2 separate regions of the Nothobranchius furzeri genome follow, and region 2 is linked to region 1. The links are chromatin contacts, called in public Hi-C maps. All regions are on one chromosome and are shown on one strand. The core of a region is the stretch at or near the end of the contact, and the rest is flanking DNA. Distances in the headings are between cores, read along the strand shown. Region 1 holds the start of nr1d2a (nuclear receptor subfamily 1, group D, member 2a). Region 2 holds the start of LOC129163421 (a long non-coding RNA gene).

Evidence for each region. Hi-C and Micro-C count contacts between places; a contact is called where the count stands out from the background.
Region 2: a Hi-C map of skeletal muscle shows a contact between it and region 1, with 2.5 times the contacts expected there. The contact joins the enhancer-like site here to the promoter of nr1d2a in region 1. A contact is called at or near these places in 2 of 2 Hi-C or Micro-C datasets (skeletal muscle and tail fin).

What each region holds. Positions count from the first base shown.
Region 1 is chr5:63,689,630-63,695,856 of NfurGRZ-RIMD1, forward strand. nr1d2a (nuclear receptor subfamily 1, group D, member 2a) reads left to right here and starts at 3,721. Exons shown (of 8, transcript XM_015949795.3): 1 at 3,721-4,014; 2 at 5,331-5,543; 3 at 5,636-5,724; 4 at 5,816-5,960; 5 at 6,053-6,227. The coding sequence starts at 3,984. The region is part of intron 1 of septin7b (septin 7b); the gene reads left to right. It overlaps LOC107379174 (ubiquitin-conjugating enzyme E2 E1), which reads left to right. Exons shown (of 5, transcript XM_054740866.2): 4 at 1-142; 5 at 473-712. The coding sequence ends at 570.
Region 2 is chr5:63,736,124-63,742,350 of NfurGRZ-RIMD1, forward strand. All of the region lies in intron 1 of septin7b (septin 7b), which reads left to right. It overlaps LOC107379177 (retinoic acid receptor beta), which reads left to right. Exons shown (of 8, transcript XM_054740868.2): 4 at 5,962-6,128. It overlaps LOC129163421 (a long non-coding RNA gene), which reads right to left and starts at 6,064. Exons shown (of 3, transcript XR_008563304.2): 1 at 5,940-6,064; 2 at 4,923-5,016; 3 at 3,619-4,800. Within about 2 kb of position 2,523, at least 1 of the 3 cell types and tissues checked has an H3K27ac peak or open chromatin away from gene starts, as enhancers often do. A contact at or near this core is called in tail fin, where this site is marked.

The DNA.
Region 1 (6,227 bases), core at 2,471-4,970:
TTCCGTACGAGGATCTATCACTGCAACATCAACAGTCAGGGGGTGATCTGTCTGGACATCCTGAAGGACAACTGGAGCCCCGCCCTCACCATCTCCAAGGTGCTGCTGTCCATCTGCTCCTTGCTCACAGACTGTAACCCAGGTGAGACCACAGGCTGGGTGGCTGGATCTCAAGCTTCCAGCTATAGTTCATCAAAAATGCTGGATGCCCTGTCCTTTCGTTGTGTTTTGGTTTACGTCTGCATCAGGGATGGTTTTCATTACATCTGATTTCTGTGGGTTCAGCTCTTTCTGTGTTTGAATCAAAAACAATCCAGTTTTGGTATAAATATACAGATTATAGCTTCAGAGATGGAGATGTCACTCATTCCCACAGAATAAATCTCTAGTCTTGTGAGATTCCTTTTCATTAAAACCTTTTTCAGATTTACAAATTTGTTTAAAATAAACATTTATTTTCTTCCCCATGCAGCCGATCCGCTGGTAGGAAGCATCGCCACCCAGTACACGACTAACAGAGCCGAACATGACCGAACAGCCAAACAGTGGACAAAGAGATACGCCACATAGACCCGCTGGGTAGAGGAGGAGGAGGGGTGGGGTGGTTGTGGGTTATTTCTATCTCAGATTTTTAGTACTTTATTGTCTGGTCTATGTTTTGCTCCCTGATTAAGTTATCTCCACAAATATGGTAATAAAGGAACTAAACGAACATCCTGTTTTGGATTTTATTTACTACCCCCACCCCCCACCCCTCCCCAAGCTGTTTTTGCATTGTTACTGTGTATTTTGTTAAAGTGTGAGGAGTTAGAAACTCAAGGGCATCACGCTGAGACCTGCTGCAGCTTTTATTTCAACCCGCTGATTAAACTTTCCTGTTTCAGATAAAACTCGTTACTCTGATGTTTGATTTGGAGCTGCGGCTTGACGCTGTTTATTGTTTGTATGTAGATAAACATCTTTGGGGTCAAAGTTTTTAAATGCTGACCTGGTGGCGAAGTGACTAGTTAATAATAGTGAGTGCTGAAGAAAGCGGTTACCCAACATAGCCCGTGATGAGTCGGGGGGTCAGAAGGGTCATCCATCTTCAGGTTTCAGGTCAACACCAGAGTTCAGCAGGAAACGTTCACGCTGCAGAAGAAGCTCAATAAGACAATGATTTTTACAGCTGGATGCAGTTTAAGACCAAAGTAAACATTCTGGATGACAGTAGACCGCTATTCATTAAGACACTTTTATTAGTCATTCATGTCTCAACTCAGAAATGGTGCCGATTGTTCCACTGAGGCCGATCTGGTGAACAAATACTCTCCCTGGTGACCGCCTTGCTCATGTGCAAATGGTTTTAAACCATCTTGGATCCTTTTCCGAGGAAAAACAAAAGGAGACTTGAGCTAACAATAAGCAACTCATTTTAAAACCTCTGCTAATGCTGTACAAACACCAAACTCCAGTTTCCACAGGCATAAATGTTAATAATTTACATTATTTTATTTTTTTGGGGTGGCAGCTTGGCTTGGAGATTAAAAATAGCCAAAGCAGCTGATTTGTAAAACAACGAGGATAACAGGCTGTAACGACTGCTGATTTTAACTGATAAATGTCAAGGACTTGCTTTTGCACCACCTGTGGTTTGAGTTGTAAAGTGAAATAAAACGTGATAAAACACTAAGTTCTGCTTTTTGTTCTGAATCAGATGAAGAAAGCCCGGAGCTTTTGTTTTGGAGTCTGATGTTTAACCATTCTTGTGTTTATTTTATAATAATACCCTGTTTTTAACCTGTTCCAGGAGAGCTTGCATACGATTAATCGGTTTAAAAAAACCAAACTCACAAACTGGAGAGATTTTACGGTTTCCAAATCAAGCAGCAGAGTTGTACTTTTACTAAAAACATGAATTCAGTTTTGCTCAAGTCACAATACAGAAAGTAAAATAAGTTCACATCTATTTCTATTCATTTTCAAGCCAATTGAATTGAAATGTTCATTTTGAAAAGCTTTCCTACATAAAAATGCATTTAGACTCATCTATGAACATGACAAAGTACTTTCCTAAAGCACAGTTAATTTTTACCATTTGTGACTTGATGGAGGAACACCCTCACCCACCAGTGCCAGAACTACTCATGGGGCAAAGGTCCAGAAGCATCAGAACAAACTGTTTCTTCTCTGGAGCCGACGGCTGGATGATCTCAGGGCTTCAGTCTCACACAAACGAACCTGAAACACTCAAATATCTGAAATAAGACAGGGTAACAATAGAACTATTATATGCTCATCGATCCTAAATGCAAAAATCGATAGAATGGCTATGTAGCAAACACTTTGAAATGTTTCATTGTGAAGTTTTGCTGACATGCTGTTTTCCACCTGTTCCAGCATCATGGCGAGCAGTCAGAAATGACCGTGTCCACTTGTAATATTGTTTCATATCGACTGACGGCCTAGACACCTAGACAAACACTGTAGCTTCAGCAGGTCTACCACTGGCTCGGCTTGTAGAGACGTGAAGCGGGCTCAGCAACATTACAGCTAAGCTTTTGTTTTAAATGATGATAGCAGAGCTGTGACAGCAAAACAACCATGGAAACTCAGGAAAGGTGCTTGTTTGAAATATATTTGGCATCAACTTTGGACATTTTAGACGTGAGCTTTTCTTTGAGACATGAGCAGAGGTACTTAAGTCATTTACCTTGAAAAAAGGATGATGTATGGCAGACTGCACCATTGATTTCCGTTGATATGATTTCACATTGTTGCTCTGACTGGTCCTAGCACTGTCCAATTGCGTATGGAGACGGTTTGAAAGACAACCGTCGATACTATCCCTGACTGAGCTGTCTATGGGTCATGGCCAGGCTAGGTATTAACACATATACATGATGGCTTACCAGGTGGATCCCAAATGGTTGGAAATGGTTGAGACTGAGGTTGATTTAACTGCAAACATCAAAATACAGTCCGCTGAATCGATGCATCGTGATCAAACTAGTGGATACGCCCCTACAAGACAAGTCTGCTACTTTTTCAGATGTGTTCCGGGAACACAGCCGGAACACACACTAGGTATTTGAGAAAATTGTCATCTTCTAAAATTATTCTCCAACGTTTCTAGATAATTTAGACTTGAATCATCACACACTTCTCTTCCAGCTTTTTATTGTGGTTTATTTTTTTATTATTTTTTTTATCTGGTCTATTTTTGTAGCCTTTGTTCTATTTGTGATGCTAACATTTTCCTACTGACAAGGAAAAACACAGCAAGCTCACTGTCTCAGAGTTAAAAAGTATTTCGAAAGTATTTGCGGCTAGTGCGCAAAAACACGTGCAGCAGGGTTTTGTGCGGCTGATAAGATCGTCACGTGTGACAATTCAATAGTAAACAAACAGATTTAGACTAAAAACAGTCATAAATGACTAACATTTCTAATAAAAACGAGTCAAATCACCATGTAACACCATGTTTTCTAGGGAACGTAAATAAATCTACTTCAACTATGAAGGCTCAGCTCAACAGAACCGAGCTCATCCAGCAGCAGCACGCACCCGGCTGACTTCACGTTGTGCTCTGCAACGTGACTGCTGCGTTACGCCGCTACGACGCCTGGCTCCGCCCCCTCCGGCGTCCTGAAAGTGTGTCACTGGGTTAAAGTGAGCCGAGCTGCCGGGTGGAGGGGCGTGGCCGACGAATGGGTCACATGGTCCACTATTGAGAACATTTAGTTCTCTTGACTAACCCGCAGTCAGTCACACACAACAAGAGGGGGAGCTCCTCTGATCCAGAACCGCTCTCCGTCAGAAAACAGAACTCTGGAAGAACCTCGCTCTCTTCCATGAATCATTGGCTCAAGGCTGCACATCATCTACCGAAGAAGAAGCTCCAGTTTCGGCTCTGATCCGGGCTGATCGGCGCAGTTTGCCTCTGACAGTGTTGGATTTAGTTTCAAATATCTTCTGGGACAGTTTTTCTTCCACATCCAGCGATGCCGGAGGACGTCGGAACCGCCAAACCCGGTAAGAACCCAGTGTCCCAGTAAAATGTTAAAACCTGGATTTTTGTGCACGGTGCGGACTTGCTGCATTGATGTTAGAGCTCATCAGTGGGAAATAACACATAATCAGCCATGCCTTCATTAGTTGATTCATGATTTTAAAATAATCATTTGTCTCATTTAACTGTTACAAATTACGTGTAGACGCCAGTGCAAACTGCTGTTTTAATTACAAACATGCTAATAACATGTATGGCACATGTAAAGGTGGTGTTGCGTGTTCAGACTGCGGTGAGACGCTTCTTCTGGGTGTGTGTTTTATAGATCGGGGTTAGGAACATAGATCGGGGTTAGGAGCACCAGTGGCGCTGCTACATTTACATTTGACACAACAACAGTGTTCCACTTCCCGATCCGGCTCACATGGACGCTGTAGCCAAACCATGTGCCTCTGTGTACACTGTCCCAGCTGCTGCGCGCTGATTGGTCTAGGGGCGGTCCTCTCTGCGCGCACGCGTCAGCGGAATTCTCCTCCGATTGGCCAGAGAGGAGTCCGTGACGTAGAGCATTGCATAATCCAGGAGTGAGCGTTTCTGCGCTGTCCACGTGAGACCGGGGAGAGACCGTGGCGGCTGACCCAGATTCTGCAGAAATTCATGACAGATCCACGTGTGGGTGGGCCGTGAGAGAGAACAGTCATGGTTGAGGTTAGGTAATCAGTCTGAGGTTTAAAAAGAACAGAAACAAGAAAAACAACCTTCTGTCTTTACAAGAAACACACAGATGTTTCTATTAGTGGAAATTCACCACATTTAAAGATTTTAACCCAAAACATTCATGACTCAGAATGAAAAAAAGTAAATTATTAAAAAAAGTTTTTGACTAATAACTGAAGCTACTTTGTGAACACACACACACACACACACACACACACACACACACACACACACACACACACACACACACACACACACACACACACACACACACACACACACACACACACACACACGTGTATTTCGTGTTAGGTGTGTGAGACTTGCCCTGGTGCTTCAGTGACCCTGTCTGGTGGACAGCAGAGACCTGGACATGTTATGTAACCCTGTTATCCAACCAGCACTGGAGGTGATAAAGCAGGTCAAAAGCAGCAGGGAACTAACCAACCAGCAAACAGCAACACACATGTACAAACACGCTGGGTGTGTCACAGCCACCCCCGCTTTCTATGAATAGTTTATACATGAGTCATTATCGCCAGAGTTACACTTTAACTTGGAGCAACTGGAGTAAGCTGCTGCTGTTTATTTATCTTTAATGGACGTTCCTTCCTCTCAACAGGAGGAGTCATTGCCTACATTTCATCCAGCTCTGCCTCCACCTCGGAGTCCTGTGTGAACAGCAGCTACGCGTCAGCATCACCGGCTGTGCCTCGATCCTCGCTGCCCAGTAGGGCCGTGGGCATGGTAGTGGATATTGCTCCACCCGCAAAGCGCGGCCCGGGCTCCGAGAAGACCGGTCGCTCCACCACTTCCACGAAGTGCAGCATCACCAGTAAGATTTTCTACCTTCCTGCAGACACGCAGATGGCATTGTCTTGAACGTTTGTCTTGAACGTTTCACTCAATCTTTATTCGTCTTTGCAGAAATTAACGGTATGGTGCTGCTGTGCAAGGTGTGCGGCGACGTGGCCTCAGGTTTCCACTACGGCGTCCACGCCTGTGAGGGATGCAAGGTTAGCTGAAGCTTGAACTCTTTAGCATGAATTTGTCTTCTTTATGCTTCTGCACACACTCACTTGGCGAATGCTCCCTGTGGTATTTTAGGGCTTCTTCAGGAGAAGCATCCAGCAGAACATCCAGTATAAGAAGTGTCTGAAGATGGAGAACTGCACCATCATGAGGATCAACAGGAACCGTTGTCAGCAGTGTCGCTTCAAGAAGTGTCTGGCTGTCGGCATGTCTAGAGACGGTATGTGTCTGGGTCCAAATGGCATCTGAAAAATTCTCAAGAGATGCTTTTAAAGGTAGATGTGATCTCATGTTTCTTGTTTTTGTTCTTAGCTGTGAGATTTGGCCGCATCCCAAAAAGAGAGAAGCAGAGGATGCTGCTGGAGATGCAGAATGCCATGAACAACATGATGAGCAAAAACAGCCAGCTGCACAATATGCTGCACAGCGACCAGAGCTCCTCTCTACCCATGGATGCCATGAGCAGCGACGCCAGCTCATCCTCTTC
Region 2 (6,227 bases), core at 1,273-3,772, 45 kb after region 1:
CATGCAATGCACACAGACCAATGTATTTCCGATGTTTATTACGTTTAATTTTGATATTTATAGGTGACAACCAATGAAAACATCAAATCTGGTATCTCAGAAAATTAGAATATTCTAAAGGCCAATGAAAAAATGTTTGTTTCTCTAATGTTGGCCAACTGAAAAGAATGAACATGAAAAGAATGTGCATGTATAGCACTCAATACTTAGTCGGGGCTCCTTTTGCCTCAATAACTGCAGTAATGCGGCGTGGCATGGACTCGATCAGTCTGTGGCACTGCTCAGGTGTTATGAGAGCCCAGGTTGCTCTGATAGTCGTCTTCAGCTCCTCTGCATTGTTGGGTCTAGCGTATTGCATCCTCCGCTTCACAATACCCCATAGATTTTCTATGGGGTTAAGGTCAGGCGAGTTTGCTGGCCAATCAAGGACAGGGATACCATGGTCCTTGAACCAGGTGCTGGTGGTTTTGGCACTGTGTGCAGGTGCCAAGTCCTGTTGAAAGGTGAAGTCTGCATCCCCATAAAGTTGGTCAGCAGCAGGAAGCATGAAGTGCTCTAAAACTTCCTGGTAGACGGCTGCATTGACCTGGACCTCAGGAAACAGAGTGGGCCAACACCGGCAGATGACATGGCACCCCACACCATCACTGACGGTGGAAACTTTACACTGGACCTCATGCAACGTGGATTCTGTGCTTCTCCGCTCTTCCTCCAGACTCTGGGTCCTTGATTTCCAAAGGAAATGCAGAACTTGCTTTCATCAGAAAACATAACTTTGGACCACTCAGCATCAGTCCAGTCCTTTTTGTCCTTGGCCCAGGCGAGACGCTTCTTGCGCTGTTTCTTGTTCAAGAGTGGCTTGACACACGGAATGCGACACCTGAATCCCATGTCTTTCATGAGTCTCCTCGTGGTGGTTCTTGAAGCGCTGACTCCAGCTGCAGTCCACTCTTTGTGGATCTCCCCCACATTTTTGAATGGGTTTGTCGTCACAATTCTCTGCAGGGTGCGGTTATCCCTAGAGCTTGTACACTTTTTTCTACCACATTTTTTCCGTCCCTTCGCCTGTCTGTTAATGTGCTTGGACACAGAGCTCTGCGAACAGCCAGCTTCTTTAGCAATCACCTTTTGTGTCTTGCCCTCCTTGTGCAAGGTGTCAATGATTGTCTTTTGGACAGCTGTTAAGTCAGAAGTCTTCCCCATGATTGTGGTGCCTTCAAAACAAGACTGAGGGACCTTTTAAAGGCCTTTGCAGGTGTTTTGAGTAAATCAGCTGATTAGAGTGGCAGCAGGTGTCTTCTATATTCAGCCTTTTCAGAATATTCTAATTTTTTGAGATACCAAATTTGGAGTTTTCATTAGTTGTCACTTATGAATATCAAATTTAAATGTAATGAACATTGGAAATACATTGGTCTGTGTGCATTGCATGAATATAATGTACAAGTTTCACGTTTTGAATGGAATTACTGAAATATTTTCAACCTTTTGATGATATTCTAATTTACTGGCCAGCACCTGTACTTTGAAAGGATGTTCCTTCTTTTGTTAACATTTCTCATCTTTTTCACTTCATCCATCCAGAGGATTTAATCCCCCGACCCCCCCCCCCAGTCACTCTCAGTTTTATGTAATCTGAACAGTCCACTGAGCAAAGAGCTGAACTGCCTCCTCCGACCAAGACACTTAGTAAAAAAAACGTTGAAACATTCATCCATGTGGCCTGAATATTACAAAGCATGTCTGTACAGTTTGCCCTCGGGTCCGTCTTTCAGACTCCTTTTTATATCTTTTATTCATTTATATATATATATATAATTAACGTGAATCTAATTAAGTGTAACTAATTAATTTGTAGTTAATTAATCTTGATTAATCGCATTTTATTTATTCAAGAAAATTTGCCCCAAAGCACATTTTTTTAATTAATGAAAAATAATGAGGCAGAGTCAAACAATGGACATGGACATTACTGTTGTAAAGTCAAGCTTTTTTAATAAGGAAAAATGCTTTTAAATTGTATTTCAATTCAAAACAGGAAAAAAATTGTGTGTGTGTGTGTGTGTGTGTGTGTGTGTGTGTGTGTGTGTGTGCGTGCGTGCGTGCGTGCGTGCGTGCGTGCGTGTGTGTGTGTGTGTGTGTGTGTAAAAAAATGCTACGTGACACAAACGTACAGCCATTTCTCACATTTTCTCTATGAATATGGTTCCTTATAACTTTATGAGAAAGAAAAACTTTAAATGCCAGTTGGGAAACTTTGTTCTTCTAAAAAAAAAACTTTCAAATCTAGATTTTTAAAACTTAAAGAGGACTTTGCTGTGAAGCCCAGCAGTGCTCTAGCGCCACGCCGAACAAAGAAAATAAAGTGTGTGTGTGTGTGTGTGTGTGTGTGTGTGTGTGTGTGTGTGTGTGTGTGTGTGTGTGTGTGTGTGTGTGTGTGTGTGTGTGTGTGTGTGTGTGTGTGTTTCTGTGCTATGCAGTGACCTGGATAAGTGAGAATGTGTTACATGGTATGAGCAGGAGGAGGGGCGGTGCTGGAGGATCCACCCAGACACATTTTCTCATTGTTGCTCACCCACATTCGGCTACAAACACATTACATAAATACATCACATGTATCAGACAGATGCATGCTATGTAACTGCCCCCCTGGCCACTTTGGTAAGTGTGTAATACGATCGCTCTTGGAGTGTTTTCACAATGACGACTGGATGTAGGCCATCCAGGAGGAGGAGGAGGAGGAGGAAGGCTGAGACCGGGTTGTTGCGTAATCCCGAGCTCTCCTGACATGTGTGTAGGTGCCTGAGCCAAGCTAGTGGGACGCACCAAAATGTGTTGACACCATCACAACGTGACTTTGAAAGGCTAACCTGAATATTTACCTGCTTCACATGCTCCCTGGTCCAGCAGATGACCTGCACAGATCGCTGAAGCTGATTTCATCTGAACTATGTCCCAACAGAAAATAGTTTAGTGGGCTGGAGGCGTTCTAGTGACTGACTGGCCTCTTTAAGACATAATTTACTGTCAGCAGCTCAGCTGAAACTATTTACTCTGTTATAATGGATTCTTGCTGCCGGAGGCAGTTTGCTGGCATACTTGCCTGTAAACACGCAGGCAAAGGGTGGGTAATAATGTTTTTGCCTGTGTCTATGTTTATTTTTAAAGCAGCAATCCGGAGTTTTCCACCTTTCAAGAATTTGGTATGGGTTTTTAGAAATCTGTAAAAGTGATAGTCTCACCCTGTACTGTGATAAAATGTAGGCAATATGTCTTTTTTCTTGCCCATCCACTTTGTCGTAGAGGCCCGTGCAACTTAGCATTAGCCAAAAGTGTTAAGTCTGGGCCACATCAGAGCCGGATGCTCCGTGTTGCGCCGCACCGTCATTTTAAATAGAAGCCATTATAGTCCCAGATGCACCAAGTCTAGGCCCTGAAGATTACGGCACAAACCCAGCCTCACTTTTGATAACTTTAAAGTACTATTGATCATAAAATATTCAAATAAATAGCATACTTACCCATTTTTAATGAATTAGAGCCTCCGGTGTGCCTCAGGCTGTGGACATTCACTTACGTGAGTCAACAGTTGCCTGCCTAGAGGTACACATTCACAAACAAGGGGCGTTGCTTACACCCGTAATCACGGACGTTAGAAGCGAGGCTCAAGCTGCAGTTCATTTTTCCACCTCTAGATGGTACTCTCTGAGGAAATAAACGGCATATCTGCTTTAAATCAACTCAAGAACCACCTGATGGATTTCAATAAAGTTTTAATAAATTATTCAAATGATCCTGATTTCAAGGTACAATATGTACGAATTGTACAGTGAAAAAAATCACAATCTAATGTCTCATTCATGTTGGAAGGAAGCCAAAAAGGGACAAAAATATTGTTTACGATCTGTATTTATCTACTCATCAATTTACTGTGTATAAGTTTGCTTGTCATCTAGAGTTTTCTGGCGCTGAGCCACAGCTGGCAACAGTGTTTTTAATAGGCTGTAGTACCCAAATTTGACCACATGGTGTCATTTTTACTTCATTTTTACATCAACTGACCTTAGCAAGTACTCAAATGGCTACAATTTGATCAATTTTGCTTTTGCAGCTACTGAGATGAGATTTACGCGGTGTCTAAATTCAGGGTCTGCATCCTTCGAAGGACCCAGCCTACTCTGCCGACATGGGCTGGGTCCTCCGTTGGCCGAGTTGACCGGATGTTAACCGCTGTGAATTTGGACAGGCCTAGCCTTCATGAATTCATGCCACTCCCTCGGCGAACGTTCCGTCACCTAGCAACCGTGGAACCACTGAGCAGAAGGGAGAAGGAACTTTAAACGATGGAGCTCGAAGTTTTATTTAGCTTTTTAATAATTTCCTTGACTGTTGGAGAGCTAATTCAGACAAAATACTTTAGACAAGCTGAGCCTGAGCAAAGATGTGATAATAGTTTTTAATACTTTCTAAGGGTCTTAATTTGACCAAAACCGATGTTTCACCTTTTAAGACTTTTCAAGACCCAGCGGATACCCTGTAATATTAAACAATTCACATTTGTAAACAAAAATTAAATTCAAGAGTTTAATACAGAACTGATTTTATTTAGGTATTTCTTTTATATGTACATGTTTAATCGTTCTTAACCATTTTTTCTAGCAAGCCTGTCAAAATTCTCCCTTCTCTCCTGTGCCCTCTGCTGCTCTGCCTCCCTCTGCAGCCTCATGTCCTCCCTGATCAGCTCCAGAAGCTGGTCATCGCTGTCACCTTCTCCTGGATGCCCATTTTCTCCAGAATAGTCTTAACAAATATGTAAGAAAAAATAACAGGAAGAGAAATGATAGAGAAAAAAAGGACAACGGGTTATTCCTTTCGTGTTTTTGCAGAAAAAAATAAACTTAAAATATGAGAAGTTATTGTACCTCCATGCCATAGCGGCCGAATACTTTGCTCCAGTGATCATGTGGTCCATCTCCGCCCTAAGCTTAATAAAGTTCGTGGTTTTCTCTTTTGTCCCTATAATACAAACATCTATTAAAATCACAGGGAAAACTTAGCGGGAGAAGTACGACACCGAGCGGCCGAACATACGAGCCGAGACCGCAATACAAGCACTTTTACTGTAACATTTCAAACTAAAATAATGTTCATGTATCATAAAAAGCCCTTAACCTAACAGTTTTCAAGTTTATACAGATATTTATATGCGCAATCCTCTCTGACAGCTCTCGCGTCACTGTCCGCCATTGTTTTTAAAAGTTCTGCCATCCGACCTGCAAGGCATCTTGGGAAAGGTAAACTATTGAAGGATACACCGGACCCATCCTTCATACAGGCGAAAAGAAGGCCGGATTCGTCGACCGCATTTGAAGGAGTCTTCGAATCAGGACAGGCCTAGTTGCGGCGCTGTGACGTAACCGGCCGACGAATCCGGCCGACGAAGGATGCAGACCCTGAATTGAGACACAGCCTTAGTGTCACAATAGCGGAGAGTGGTGCACACCCCAGACTCTGAAAACTAGCTAATGGATCAAGAACTTTGTTTTGTACTTTGCCCTAAACTTTTCCTGTTTGTCATGAAACACTTGAAGGATCTTAATGAAACTCTCGGAAACCTCTCCTTTAGTTTACATCAACTACTGATTTAGTTTTGGCGCCAATTCAAGATGGCAGCCCCTCCATCTGACCTTAGAAAACGCAAACATTGCTGTAACTCTGCTGAGATTTGGTGTCCTACTCATGATTCTTTATAGAGCGAGGGACCACATTTGATCACTTACGTTGATTTATAGCTTAAATTAGAAACTTGTCTTTTAAATTAGGCAAAATTAATTTTGAATCACAATTGGTTTGTTTCTTCTTATTAAGATTTCTCACAAAAACATGATCACAAGTCAGAAAGCGCTCTGTTAGATACTTCCCCATATATCTTTATTTACCTGCTCCTTTTCCTTCCACCAGCGGTGAGAAATGACAGAAACAAGCGAAAGGGGACGAAGGAAGCGGTGAATATGACCATCATGGAGACGTACGAATTGACATCGGAGCTGGGCCTGGTTGTGGAGAAGATCTGCAGGGCTCACAGGGAAACCTTCCCCTCCCTCTGCCAGCTGGGAAAATACACCACTGTGAGTGTGGATCTGAAAACAATACTTCCTTTAGATTTCCACTGGGACTTTCCTTGATGAAACATAAAGGCAGTCTGAGCTTTTGAGCCAGGGCTGAAG